Linked DNA regions of Gossypium hirsutum: region 1 is linked to region 2. Evidence: chromatin contacts called from public Hi-C data. All regions are on one chromosome and are shown on one strand. Each heading gives the region's core, a stretch centred on a gene start, on an enhancer-like site or on the middle of the called end of the contact. The rest is flanking DNA. Distances are from core to core; before and after follow the strand shown.

Region 1 (7,327 bases), core at 895-3,394, 150 kb after region 2:
AGTTAATAACACTTTCCATCATAATTTTAATCAGATTTCAAGTATATTTAATAACAACAATTTAATTATGAAATTTTTAATCATTCAAATATCATACATTAACAAAAAAAAATCTACTTTGATCAAATATTAAAATAATAAAAATTTTCATAAAGAAACATTAAAATAGATTTACCAAAAATCTAAAAAAAAAAGAAGAAGAAGGTGGAGAAAGCATACCAGATACGATGAACTGGTTATATAAATTTATTGACATATAATAATTGACAATTTTTAAGTGTTTTAGCAGCAAAAGCCATTGAATTATACTAGAGGATGCGAGGGCATGTTTCCTTTAGCGATTTTAACATATAAAACACTTGACACAAAATCCCAATAACATTTATGGTTAAGACAAGAGGGCTAAAACAGGTTTGTTATGAGATTGAGACTTCTCTTTCTCATTTCATAAACTAATGGTTTTATAGATTCTTTTGACAATAGAAAAAATCCTAAAGTATTTAGATGGTTAAGGTTAACAAATTGTGTTTATAACATCTTATAAAATAAATAATAAAAAAGAGTGAAAAATAAAGAAATTAAAAGAATGTATTTTATTGTTTTTATCAATAGGATATTTACAATATTTCTTATAAATATGTAATAAATATATATTTATTTAAAAATTCGTTATGTACAATAAATTTTTTTTTAAAAGTGATTTTAAATTTCTTTTATTTTGGCTTTTAATGTTGTAGTTAGGAGGGAGTAAATTTCAATATTATTATATGGACTGCACCGAGCAGATCATGATTCTGGAACCATCCTATTCGATAGATGAAAACACTAAAAATTTTCTTTATATAAGTTATTTTGTTTATATTTATAGTTAGGTTTCCAATAAAAAAAATTAAAGAGAAGTTTGAAATGAAGAGGGAATCCACTTTCAATTTTTGATACTTTATGGACATATTTTATTGACTCTACTTAATAATTTAGGGGTTATCAGAATGAAAAGAGGCATGGGTTTGCCTAATATTGCTTACCTTAATGGGGAAATGTTCTTAATTTGTTGGGGGCAGTCTTCCTAATAATTTAAGGACATTAAGGTACTCAGTACTTATTCATGTATGCATACCAACTTTGATAAATATAGAATATATATAATGATTACACTAAATTTAATAATACGATAATTAATATTATACTTATCACAAATTATACGATAACTAATATTATATTTATCATAAATTATTACATTATTTATGAGTGACTAATACTTTTTGCACTTTCTCATTAATTAATGTCCATTATTTGTGTTTTAAATTCTATGCCATCAACTAAATCCACATTTTAATGTTAGTTGAGTAATTTTATCTTGTGTCTTATTAATGGAGTATTCGGGTATTTATATATGCTATTACAACTCATGATATGACCCTACTGTTTTTTATTGACTGTTGTTCCTAATACTGATACTCCGTGCGAGTTTTAGACCTGCTGGACACGTGTCTCTTTCTGGGTCACCTGCGAAGCACGTTATCCTTTCTATTCCTAGTATTAACATTCCATGAGGACTTCAGCCTTTTGGACACATGTTTTACCCTGGGTCGCCTGCAGAGCACATGATCTCCCTTCTGCGAGCTCCTTGAACGCATGCGAACTAAAACCGTGACCTTCTCTTGGTTTGTGCGAGTTGGGTCCGTGAAACCCCTTTGTTGTTCACTCAACCATTTAGTAAGACCTATCCAGGTCACGGGTAGATAACTCATATTTTAAATAAGATTTAAAAGTTACAATAGTTTGTAACTCTCTTTTCTAATAATCAAAGTTTAGAAATGATGTGAATACCAAAATTTTAACTCCAATTATGTAAAAAGGGGCAGTCTAGAAGCTAAACCATTTTCCTCTCAAAAAAGCAAACTTTGACATTTTTGGGGCTTCAATGTGAAAAATATCTTCTTCTTTTTAATAACAAAATAAAGATGTAGATCCAAAAGTCCAAACCCATTCCAAAATTGAAGTGCATTTATATTTTGTATTTTGGTTAGTGGTTGGCGAGCGAGGTGACCGAGTTTGCTATTTTTGGTAATGCCCTACTTTTCAACAGAAATGGGTCCAAAGCCCCATATGGGCCTTTAATGATAAAGTTGACTGTTGTCATTAAAGTTTGTATAGGTTGGGCCCTTACTTGCGGAAATTCCAGATTTTTCTAAATTTAGTAATTCGTGATAGAGTTAAATGGTGTTGCTTTTTCTGTTGACTAACAATTCCATCCGTAATTTTAGACGACTCATGGAAATTAACACAAATTAGTTGTATATATTTATACTTGGCAATATAGGTCTGACCCTGAAAATTCTTCCCCTGTTTATTTGAATGAAAAATGAATTTCTACCCGTAATAGATTTAAATTTGAAAAAGTTTGATATCAATATGAAAAAACATGAATCTCTATGAATTTGAGTCTAAAATCGATCTAACCCAAATCTAAAATAAATTTGACCCAAAATTTAAAAAAGTCTGTATTTATAGTTGAATCGACATAATAGACATTAATAATTAATACAATTTTATTATATTTTTTAAAATGAAAAATTAAATTATAATTGTTTATTTTATGAAAATGTGTTGATAAGCATTAGATATTAAAATTTTATTATTTAATATATTATTAATAACGAACTTAATTAATAATAAATTTCTATGTTAAATTATAAAATGAAATAAATTTTTAAAAACATAAATTGAATATAAAATATTTTTAATATTATAATTATATATTTATAATAAACATATTATAAAATTTAAATTTACTAATAATATAAAATATATAATCACATAATATATTAATTTAATAATATGATAACTAATGTTATACTTATCACAAACATTACTAATAAATTTATTTTTAATGATTTAAGAATTTACATTTTAATTTTAGTTTTTTATTGATTAATGTTTGATATTTTATTAATATTATTATCTTTATATTAATTTTTAATTTGAAAAGGGTTTATTTTTATTTAAGTTAGGCTTTCAATAAAGTTTTAATTGGGATTAGATTTTGGTTTGGTTGGATTAGGGATTAAATATATATATATTATATTTAAGGGTTAGTATTTGATATATTAGTAGTGTATTTGTTTAATTCCACAGTAGGTTTAAAATTTTGCTATGTGTCTCGTTTCTTTTATATATTTATTTTTTTAATATTTTACTATATTTTATAAAACATTTGTCATCACACCAACTTTACTTGTAGAGTTTTTACTATATATTTTTCTTATATAGAATAACTGCAATTATGGTTAATTTGGTTTAAACGGTTTTGAATCTCAAAACCGAAACCAAGACCATATATATAAACTATTAATATATTAATCGTTTATATTTAATCATTAATTCTTATACATATATACTATTAATATATTATATATTATATGATATAGCATTATAAAATATAGTAGGAGGGTTAACTTTCAAATGTACAATGTGTATAGGGACTTAGAGGATATTTCATTCAATATAATAATAAATACATTATGTACTAATATTGTAGTATGTGATATAGTAATACATAATGTAATAATATATTTTAAAACTATTAATACATACATTTAACAATTAATTAGTCCAAAATCATAACTAAATTTACCGATTTGCTTGGATTGGCTCAATTTGATTGGAATCAGTTTTAATTGCTAATTATGATAGATTATATACTATTACATGATATGTACTGTTTCGTAATTTACTAAAATAGTATATGAGGAGGGATCCATTTACCTCTGTGTAAAACTAAAATAATTTACACCATTTTTGTATCTCTTTGTACAATAAATATTTTAACAATTCAATCGTTGAATTTATTGATATTGTTGTACTTGTCATGCATATAAATTTTCGAACGGATTCGATATCTCTATCAATTGATCTAAAATACTATATATTTTTTAATATTTATTGAACGGTTGAATTTTTTTTTTACATTAAACAAGTAGTTAGACATTTTTAATTTACATCAAATTTGACATCCATTATTTATATGAATGAAATATAAATGTGATGATTGGTTTATTAAAATATTAATCATACAAAGATATACAAAAGGATGTAAACTATACAAAAGGATGTAAACTACTTTAGTTTTACACATGTCTAAGTGGATCCTTCCTTGTAGTATATAATTATTACCAAAACTATTAATACATTTATATAACTATTATTATATTATAAATTATATTAAAATATACAATATTACATAATATTATAATATAATGACACTGAAAATCTTTGGGGCGTTATAACTTCTTCCCTTTTAAAAAATTTCAACCTTGAAATTTACGTAAGTTGAAAAGCCACGGATGTTATTGTCTCATCGCCTTCTTACTCTCCCAAGCGACATCTTCGACCTTATTGTTTCTCCATAATGCTTTCTTCAATTATATGTGTTAGATCTTCAGTTCTTTAATCTCTCGAGCTAAAATTTTGATATGTTCTTCATCATAAGTCAAAGCATATAGAATCTCAATCGTCTCAAGAGTAATGACATGATAAGGGTCTAGCTGATACTTTCTCAACATCGACACATGAAGAACATTATAAATCCTCTCCAAGTTGGGTGATAAAAGTCAATCAATATGCCATAGGGCATATCCGCTCAATTATCTCATATAGTTCAATGAAATTTAGGCTTAATTTTCCTTTCATGCCAAACAGGAGGACATTCTTCAATGAAAACACTTTTAAGAATGCATTTTCACTACCATTGTAGCCTATGTCCTTTCTTTTCAAGTTTACATAAAGCTTTTGCTTGTCAGAAACTGCTTTCAAATTATCCTTGATTATCTTCACTTTTTCTTCAATCTCTCAGATCAAGTTTGGGCCAACTATCTTGATTTCACTCAACTTTGTCCAACACAAGGGAGCCCGCACTTTCTACCATATATTGCTTTATAAAGCGCTACTTGAATACTTGTCTAGTAGTTGTTATCATAAGCAAATCCCATAGATGGTAGATGCTTTTTTCAACTCCCTACAAACTCAATAAGAAAACTTCTCAACATGTCTTCCCGTATCTAAATAATTCACTCAATTAACCACCCATTCGAGGGTGAAAAGTTATGCTAAGATTAAATTACCTACACAAAGTTTCATGAAGTTTTCCCCAAAGTCTCGTAATAAAACATGGATCTCTATTAGAAATAATGGAGGTTTACAATTTTGGTCATAATTTTAAATTTAAAAAATCACCTAAAATTTATTTACACTAAATTCTATTGACATGTCATATTTAAAATGAACATAGATTCATAATTCGATCATTTATTTTAAATGTATTCTTGATCATATCTGAATGACATTTGACACCTAAAATGATAATTAAATTGACAGAAAAAACTTGACTACATGTGTTTAAAAGTTTAAAAATCAATTAAATGCATGAACAATAATTTGTAAAACGTTTGATTAAATTTACCTTTAACAAATATATACTAAATTGATTTTTTGAAACTATTATTTTTTTTACGAAAAAGTGATATTATATAAACAATTTTAATAAGGGTAAATTACACCAACAGTCACTCAACTTTGAGCAGCTGACAAAACAATTATTCTAGTTTCAATTCAGTCACACAACTTTCGAAAAATAACAAAACAATCACTAACGTTATTAAAAAGTAACAAATCAGTTACCCATTAACATTTCCCGTCACTGTCTTAACAGAACTATTGACGTGGCTAGTTCACTTGCCACGTTGGAGGAACAGTCAAAGGGTCAAACTTTACACGAGTTTAGGGAAAAAATCAAAATAGGTGGGTTGGTTTAGGGTAAAAAAACACAAATTGATTGTGATTAAGGGAGGAAAAGATTGGTATTTTTCATCTACAATTTGTTTGGTTAGAAACTGATTAACAGGGTTATAAATTGATTGGTATTTGGTATTTTTCATCTGTAATTTGCATTTGAGATTTCCCACTTCAAGATCTCATCTTTTTTTCTTGCCCAAAGTTGCCCAAATTTTTATAGTATTGGTTAGATTTTAGGAGGAATCTACAACTTTGGGCAAGAAAAAAGATGAGATCTTAAAGTGGGAAATCTCACGACAAAGTAAAATGCAAATTGCAGATGAAAGTTAAAATAAGAATCATGGTCAAATCTCCATTTTTCTATTCTTCTTCTTCTCCTCCTCCTCTTCTTTTTTTTTTTTTCTCTTTTTCTTCTTCTACTGTCTAAACCTTAAACTGGTGCTAAAAGAGGTAGTTTAAATTGGTGCTTAATGTCCAGCTAATTGGTTAATGACAATAAGGATCTATCAACTGCCATGTCACTTTTCCGTTACGTCAGTAACAGAAAATGGTTAAAAGGATTGTTTTGTTATTTTTTAAAAATTGAGTGACTAAATTAAAACCAGGGTGATTGTTTGTCAATTGCATCAAAATTGAGTGACTGTTGGTGGAATTTACCCTTTTAATAAAAACAAGAAATGGTAAAATGAAGCTTTAGAATTGAGAGTATACCGCGCACAAGTGCTGTTATTGAGAAGAATGGTGGCAGTACTCAGGGCTAAAGGATTCCACAAGCATTTTAGATGTGATTAGTTGGGTAGGAAAGTTAAAAGAATAGAGGAAATAGAAAAAATAAATAAATTTTGAGTATGTTTGAGAGAATAGAAAATAATAAAAATGAGTATTTTCCATTTTAAGCATAAAAGTTAATTCTTTCAAATTAAAATGATGAAAAAAAAGGAAAAAATGTATATATTAATTCAAAATTTTACATTTTTCACATTATTTCTTTCATTTCGAAAAAAAAAATTCATTTTTCATCTTTACATTCAAACACGACAATTGTCTTTCTAAATTTAAGTTGAGTTGAAAACAGAAAAGCAGGTTTACAGGCTGTACAGGAATATATAGATATATGTATAGAACCCCACTCCCCTGCCCCTACAACACAGAAAATGGGCGGGGCAGGGTATATCCAAAATATTCCAAGAAGCAATGAGCCATTTATCAACAAAACGATCCTTCTATTGAAAATCAGAGATGCTGTGGTTTACAGGCGCAGTTTAGCCCACCCACTTCCACTTCGGTCTGTCACTTTTTCTTCTTTCTTCATCTCCACCCCATTTTATTTCTTCACAATTCACCACTTACCTCTTTTACATTAACCCTTTTAAAAGCGTTCAATGATCATAAAAATTGATTTAACATGAAATAATGAAATGAGAGGAAAAATACGCCAATGCTCAATCTCCTTGTCTCAGACGGAAACGAGCTTTCATTCAATAAATTAGTAAAAGCAAATTAGAACATTATCTATCCACTGAATTTTCTATCA
Region 2 (6,919 bases), core at 2,034-4,533:
CTAAGAACCTGATTTCAAAGAAGATTTAAACAATCCAGTAATAAAATAAGTTGAAAGATTTAGATAGAAAAAGACGTTCTGAAGATATTAATAATTCAATTATTAAGCTCTTTCTTCAAATTATTCTCCACTTTATCATCCTACAAAAATTAATTAACATCTACATAAAAATAATTAAACATAAATTTTGGCCCCCTTTCATAGAACAACTACTTTTTATTTTAAATTTTGTTTAAAAGAAAATTGAAGTATTATTCAGCAAGCCTCATCATAATCCAAGAAATCAATTTTGCCACCCAACAGAAAGAATTTAATATTATTAGATTATGTAACATCTATGTTGTGAATGGAAAAAAATTATATAAATTAACATCAATGAACGAATCTACATTCAAAGAATTTTATGTCTACCTACCTTAGCACTCATGCATTTTATTTTTTCCCCAAGATTTTAATTTAAATAATTACAAAATTATTGACAGATATATGTCTTTATAATAAAATTTAATATTGATTAAGTTGAAAGACCAACTCAATCAAGTTATAAAAATAAAAAAAATGCACTACTACTTCTCGTGGAAATATAATTAATATACTATTATTCACTGAAAGCTACTGGTTTGATCTCCGCTCCTCCAATCATCTGTATACTAGAACCTTTTCCATGCTGGGGGTTTTCAAAAATTATTTTTATAATTTATTTATTAATAATTCAATTCAAAATTAAAATTTTTTTCCATTTTTTATTTTTCCATCTAACAGCAAAAACAAGGGGTAAAAATGATGTCAGATTCTAAGCAAAACACATCTGCAATGCTTTAGCATTGTATCCTACTTTTATTATGATTTATAGATACGACCAAAGAAATAATAACTCATTATATGACATATTTACTATAAGGGTAAAAATAGTTATGTAATACATTTATTAAGAATTTAAAATGAAACTAATTATTATTTTAATTGAAGTGGTAAAGTTGAGAGACTTTATGTTTAATGTTTTTAGTTCAAATCTCAGCATAAGTAATAAGTATGAATATTTTCTAAATTTTATATAAAAAGATAAAAATATCTTTAACTTAATATTTATTATTTTGTTAAAATAAAATTATTTTAGCAATTTAACAGCTAAGTTGATATTCAGTTAAAATCTTTATATATATATTAAGTATACATTTTATTTACATTCGTTATGTACTTGATATATATTATTAAATTATGTAATATATTGATTTATCTTAATTTTGTATACATTCATTATGCTACATTAACATAAAAATTTAATTTTAAATTTAATATAAAAATTGAAGTGTAATGTCATTAGAGTATAAATATATTATTTTCACTATTTTAGTTTTTTTATTATTTGCATTTACTCATAAATCATTTAAAATATAAATATTATAATATTTTATTATAAATTTTGATTGATTAATTTGATGTAATAATTAATAAACGTAAATTTGATGATTTAATTGTAAGTTAATTTTTTTAAAATTGTAATATTTAATATAAAAATATGTTTTTATTAGGTAAAATTAAAATGATTGTATTTATAAAAATATATATAAATTAGATACTTAATTAGTAAGTTATATAATTATTTAATTATAATTAGAAAATTTATTATAACTTTTTATTATCAATTCCTCTAATGTAAAGAGGAAGCAATTCTTGAAGTTAAACCTTTATTATAATAACGGATTGAGCCTTAATTTAATTAGTATGAATATTATTATAAATGTAGAAAAAATATCGACTAAGAAATTTACCTATTTTATCAAATAATGGCAACTTTTAAAAATTAAGATAGAAAGCATCAGCCGATGTTTGACACCATAGTTTACATATTGGTCCATTTTCCATTGTGACTTCATGAAAATTTAAAGATATAAGTATAATAATTAAGCTAGGCGGAGAGGAGGAAGAGCTCATAATATGGGGACCATTAGAAAACAAGAGAAATGGTAGGAGAAATATACATGCATCCTCCCATAAAATAAAAACATAATATTGGGACCATCAATTTAAATTTGTGGAGTCGCTTCATGTTTGTATGTTTGTTGTGATTATGAGTATAGGGAATATAATTAATTTGATCAACTTCAGTAAATATTCAAACACTGCAAAAAGGAGTAATTTATCATCAAGTTTCAAAGTTCTCACTTAATATCAGTGATTCAATGTGTCGAAACTATTTTTTGAAAAAAAGTCGACTTAATTTCGAAAATGAAAAAATAGGAATTGCCACCAATCCTTTTTGATGAGGTGTGATCGGGTCACCTCGTAAAATGGCTGTTTTAAATATAACGGTTCAATTTATTAAAACAACGATTTTAGCCTAAAAAATTTAGAAAAACAGGTTCGGGAGTCGATTACGTACGAGAAAGGATAAACACCCTCGTAACGCCCAAAATTGGTACCTAGTTGATTAATTAACATCTTAGTGTCGAAAATTAAAAACTTGAAGAGAGTTTAAAATACGATCCCTCTTTGTGGTAATATTTACTTAAAAATCGTTTGGGTAAATTAAAACGTATGCCAAAGACTTTCTCATCTCAAGATAACAAAATGTCACATCTAGTAAGTTGGGACACTACCTCGACCCTTGAGGATAAGCTTGCCTTTTAATTTTATTTAAAACTGGATATTTGGTTATATAGATTGAACGCGAAAAAATCGAAACCCAATAAGTTAGGGCAAGATTTCTCGAATTTCCAAATATAGAATATTGCATTTATTTTAAAAATCTCATCTCGAGGTAACAAAATATCACATCTAGTAAGTTATGACACAACACCTCGAATTCTCGAGAATAAGGTTTTTGGTTTAAAACTTATGTATTTGGTTCTAAAAGGATATTCCACTATTTAGGTTAAACGAGGAAAAATCAAAACCTAGTACCTTAGGGCACGGCTTCTTAAATTTCCAAATGCAGAACATTACCTTTAAAAAAACTCTATTTTTTGATGAATTTGGATAAAAAATTAATGAAATATTTAAAGTGAATTTGGATAAAATGTTTAACATTTTGGGCCATTGAGCCATGTTTATTTTGGGTCTGATTTTTTGTAAAATATGTTTGGGTTTATTGGACTTGAACTTGGATTGTATAATGGACTGTTTGGATATTGTTTAGGTTGCCTAATTTGGGCGTTGGCCGGGCAAAATAGTGCTGTTACACAATGGAAGCATTCATATATTGTGGTCCCCTTGCTCTCCTGCTGCAAAATGATTTTGATAGAACAACTCTGTATTTGGACCTTATATAAGAATATGCAGGAAACCCCAGTTTTTGCAACTTGCATATATTTTTCTTACTGTTCAAACATGGTTGATTCACAAGAATACATTCTTCTCTTCCTTATCTGGTTCATAACCATCTTCTTTCTCCGAGCCATCCTTAGCAACTCACGAGGGAAAAAACCCCATCTTCCACCCACCCCACGTGCCCTTCCAGTTATTGGACACATGCACCTCCTTGGCCCCATACCTCACCAAGCTCTTAACAAACTTTCAGACCGCTTTGGACCTTTGGTCTACTTCTACATCGGATCAAAGCCTTGTCTGCTTGTGTCTTCCCAAGAAACCGCAAAAGAAGTATTTAAAAACCATGAAACTACTTTCTTAAACCGCCCAAAAATGGTCAATCTTGATTACCTTACATATGGTACTGCTGATATGGCCATGGCACCTTATGGTCCCCTTTGGAAGTACATGAAGAAACTTTGCATGTCTGAACTTTTGGGGACTCGAACCTTGGACCAACTCCTTCCCGTCAGACGTGAGGAGATGACTAGATTTGTAAGATTAATACAAGACAAAGCTAAGACAGGTGAAGCACTTGATGTTGGAGTGGAACTGATGAGGCTGACCAACAACATAATATCAAGAATGCTACTTAGTAAGAGGTGTTCAGATAAAGAAGATGAAGCCAATGAAGTGCAGACAATAGTGAAAGAGATGAACAAACTTGGCACAAAGTTTAATCTATCGGATTTACTTTGGTTTTGTAAAAATTTAGATCTGCAAGGGTTTAGGAAAAGGCTCAAGGATGTTCGAGATAGATATGATATTCTGATGGAGAAAATCATATTGGAACACAAGGAAGCAAGAAAGAAGAATAAATCGACTGCAGCTGACACTGTGAAAGATGTACTTGATATTTTGATCGGAATATCAGAAGACCAAAATGCTGAGATGAAATTGACCGCAGAGAATGTAAAAGCATTCGTTATGGTAATTTGACTTAGATGCATATTTTGTGCAAATAACATTTACATGCACGTAACATAGCCATATTTTAGTTTGACCATGAAAAATTATTAACCATTCTAGTTATATTTTGCTATTATCAACTGTTAGTAGTAGAGGATAGACGATGACATAACGTGAATTTTTCAGAATTTTTTTGGGGCTGGGACGGATACATCCTCGGTTACAATAGGATGGGGAATAGCAGAGCTTATTAATCACCCAAATGTGATGGAGAAAGTACAAACGGAGATTGACTCTGTGGTTGGAAGGAACAGAATACTGGAAGAATCTGACATATCAAACCTCCCATATCTGCAAGCTATAGTAAAAGAAACATTAAGGCTTCATCCTGGTGGACCATTAGTTGTGAGAGAGTCAACAGAAGATTGTGTCATTGGTGGTTATGAGATTCCGGAAGGTACCAGGCTCTTTGTCAATGTGTGGGCTCTTGGTAGGGACCCCAATCAATGGGAGAACCCCCTTGAGTTCTTACCAGAACGATTTCTTAGTGAAGAGTGGAGGCAAGGCAAGAACCAGTTTTTGGATGTGAGGGGACAACACTTCAGCCTGTTGCCATTTGGGAGTGGAAGAAGAAGCTGCCCTGGAGCTTCGCTGGCACTACAGGTTGTCCCAACAGTCCTTGGCATAATGGTACAATGCTTTGATTGGAAGGTTAGAGATGGAGCAAATGGCACTGTTAATATGGAGGAAAAAGCTGGAATGACTCTTCTTAGAGCTCATCCATTGGTTTGTCACCCAGTCACAAGGCTATCTCCATTTCCAGCACTATGAGTATTCCGATACCCACCCTTTTCTCCTTGCAGACATGCTTGGACTACATCTAAATATGTAGTAGAAAGTGCAATATTAGTATAAATAAGGATGTATGTAAACCGTCGATTGTGTCCACATTTTCTATTCTTATAAGTTGTAAAATGTGGGATGACTAGGCGCTCTGCCATTGTTGTGTGGCTTCGTATGGAACTCGTTTCTTCTTAGAATTACTTCTGTTGCGATTGCCAAATCGCCTTGTCAATAAATTCCTTTGTCTTATGAGTTTACGATGTGCATGTTCGTATCTCAAACTGCCACATATGTTCCTCCTTTTTGGACCATCGGGTATAACCAAAGAAAATGAACAACCAATAAGATGAATGAAACTATTCCTTTGCAGTTTAACTAATTACATCCATTTCATCCATTCTGCAAATTTTGTTGCCTTTTTTATTTAAAGATTATTCATACAAATAAAATAAATTTCAATAATTATTTGTGATTTTGTATTCACGAAAATAATTCATCGAATAGTGTATAATGAGATTACGGTAATTAATTATATAACAATATAAACGCTGGAAGATAAAAGGAAAATAGAATAATGATTTTAGAGTTTCATCGTATGTTTGTGTATCCTTTGTATTTATGCAAAATTACATGCCTTTCCATAGACACTACTAGCTATCTAAATAGTAACATCTCATAACTATTCAGATAAGTATATAAACATGGTATATTGTCATAATGTCCGACCAACACAGAGTAGCTATTGCTGATCAGGCTTCTCATTTCTGGTTTGCCACACCAACCAAATGCAGACGCGTATACATGGCTCTTATTGAGAACCAGGTCATGTTTCTTATGCATGGCTCAGTTGATTTATTGCTCTGTACAGACCCGTATACGAAGTTTTTGAAGAAAACTTTTGCCAAGTTTCAATGGTTGTGTAAGAATCTGGGTTTGCATGGAAGGAATAAAAAAGCTCAAGGAAGTTTCTAATAAGTTGGGTGGAAGAAGTGAGGAAAGCCATGGGAAGGAGTGATATGATTTTTCTTAGGTTATCAAGTATAAGATTCATCACAACTACAAATATAAATAATATACATCTGATTAATTATAATACTAGATAAAATTAAATTTATAAAAGATTAACAAAAGACTTCAAAGTATATAATCATGTCATTTTTCTTAAAATTTTATTTGTCTTTATTATATATTTTAATTTGCGAAATAGATATTAACATATGAATCGTGAAGATATTATGAAATATAATAATTATCTATATTTTGTACTAATAAATATAATAATTAATTGTAAATAGTAAAAAAAATAGGATATATATTTCATGTATGTAGTCAATAATGTATTGTATGTAGTAGACCGGCTGGTGAGTTGATTAGATTGGAAATTGGCTAGAGTACTGACTTGAAAGGTAATTTTGAACGAGTTAGATTGAGAATTCAATTGAACCAGTTAAAACTAGTTGAATTGATGGTTGAGTTAGAATTTTTAAATTTTTTTTAAATTTTTAATAATTTTTTAATTAGACCAGTAGGACTGGCGGATTGTGGCCTAATCGGTTTGAGCGCCAGTCCACTTTAAAAAACATTGATTGTAGGTGCATAAGTCTCATCCACGTTAGTGAATAATAACATGACACATCATCATTAAGTTAAACAAAAAAATATGGAGAACTTGTAAATAAATACTAATAATTTTATTTAAATATTATAACTATTATAAATAAATATTAATAACTTTTAGATTTAGGATCTTGGATTTAAAAGTTTAAGATCTTACGTTTAGGGTCTAAGATCTTGGGCATAGAGTTTTAATAATTATTTATTATTTAATTATGTTTAAATAAAATTATTAGTATTTATT

What was found. A called contact is a pair of places that touch in the nucleus more often than the background predicts.
Region 1: a Hi-C map of leaf shows a contact between it and region 2, with 2.3 times the contacts expected there. The contact joins the enhancer-like site here to the promoter of LOC107889522 in region 2. A contact is called at or near these places in 3 of 34 Hi-C or Micro-C datasets (fibers and leaf).

The regions. Positions count from the first base shown.
Region 1 is chrA09:71,290,452-71,297,778 of Gossypium_hirsutum_v2.1, forward strand. No RefSeq gene overlaps it. Among protein-coding and RNA genes, the nearest start is that of LOC107890337, 6.8 kb to the left of the region's middle. Within about 2 kb of position 2,145, at least 4 of the 9 cell types and tissues checked have an H3K27ac peak or open chromatin away from gene starts, as enhancers often do. A contact at or near this core is called in fibers and leaf, where this site is marked.
Region 2 is chrA09:71,139,093-71,146,011 of Gossypium_hirsutum_v2.1, forward strand. LOC107889522 (3,9-dihydroxypterocarpan 6A-monooxygenase) reads left to right here and starts at 3,284. Exons shown (of 2, transcript XM_016813965.2): 1 at 3,284-4,239; 2 at 4,405-5,436. The coding sequence starts at 3,331. The coding sequence ends at 5,049.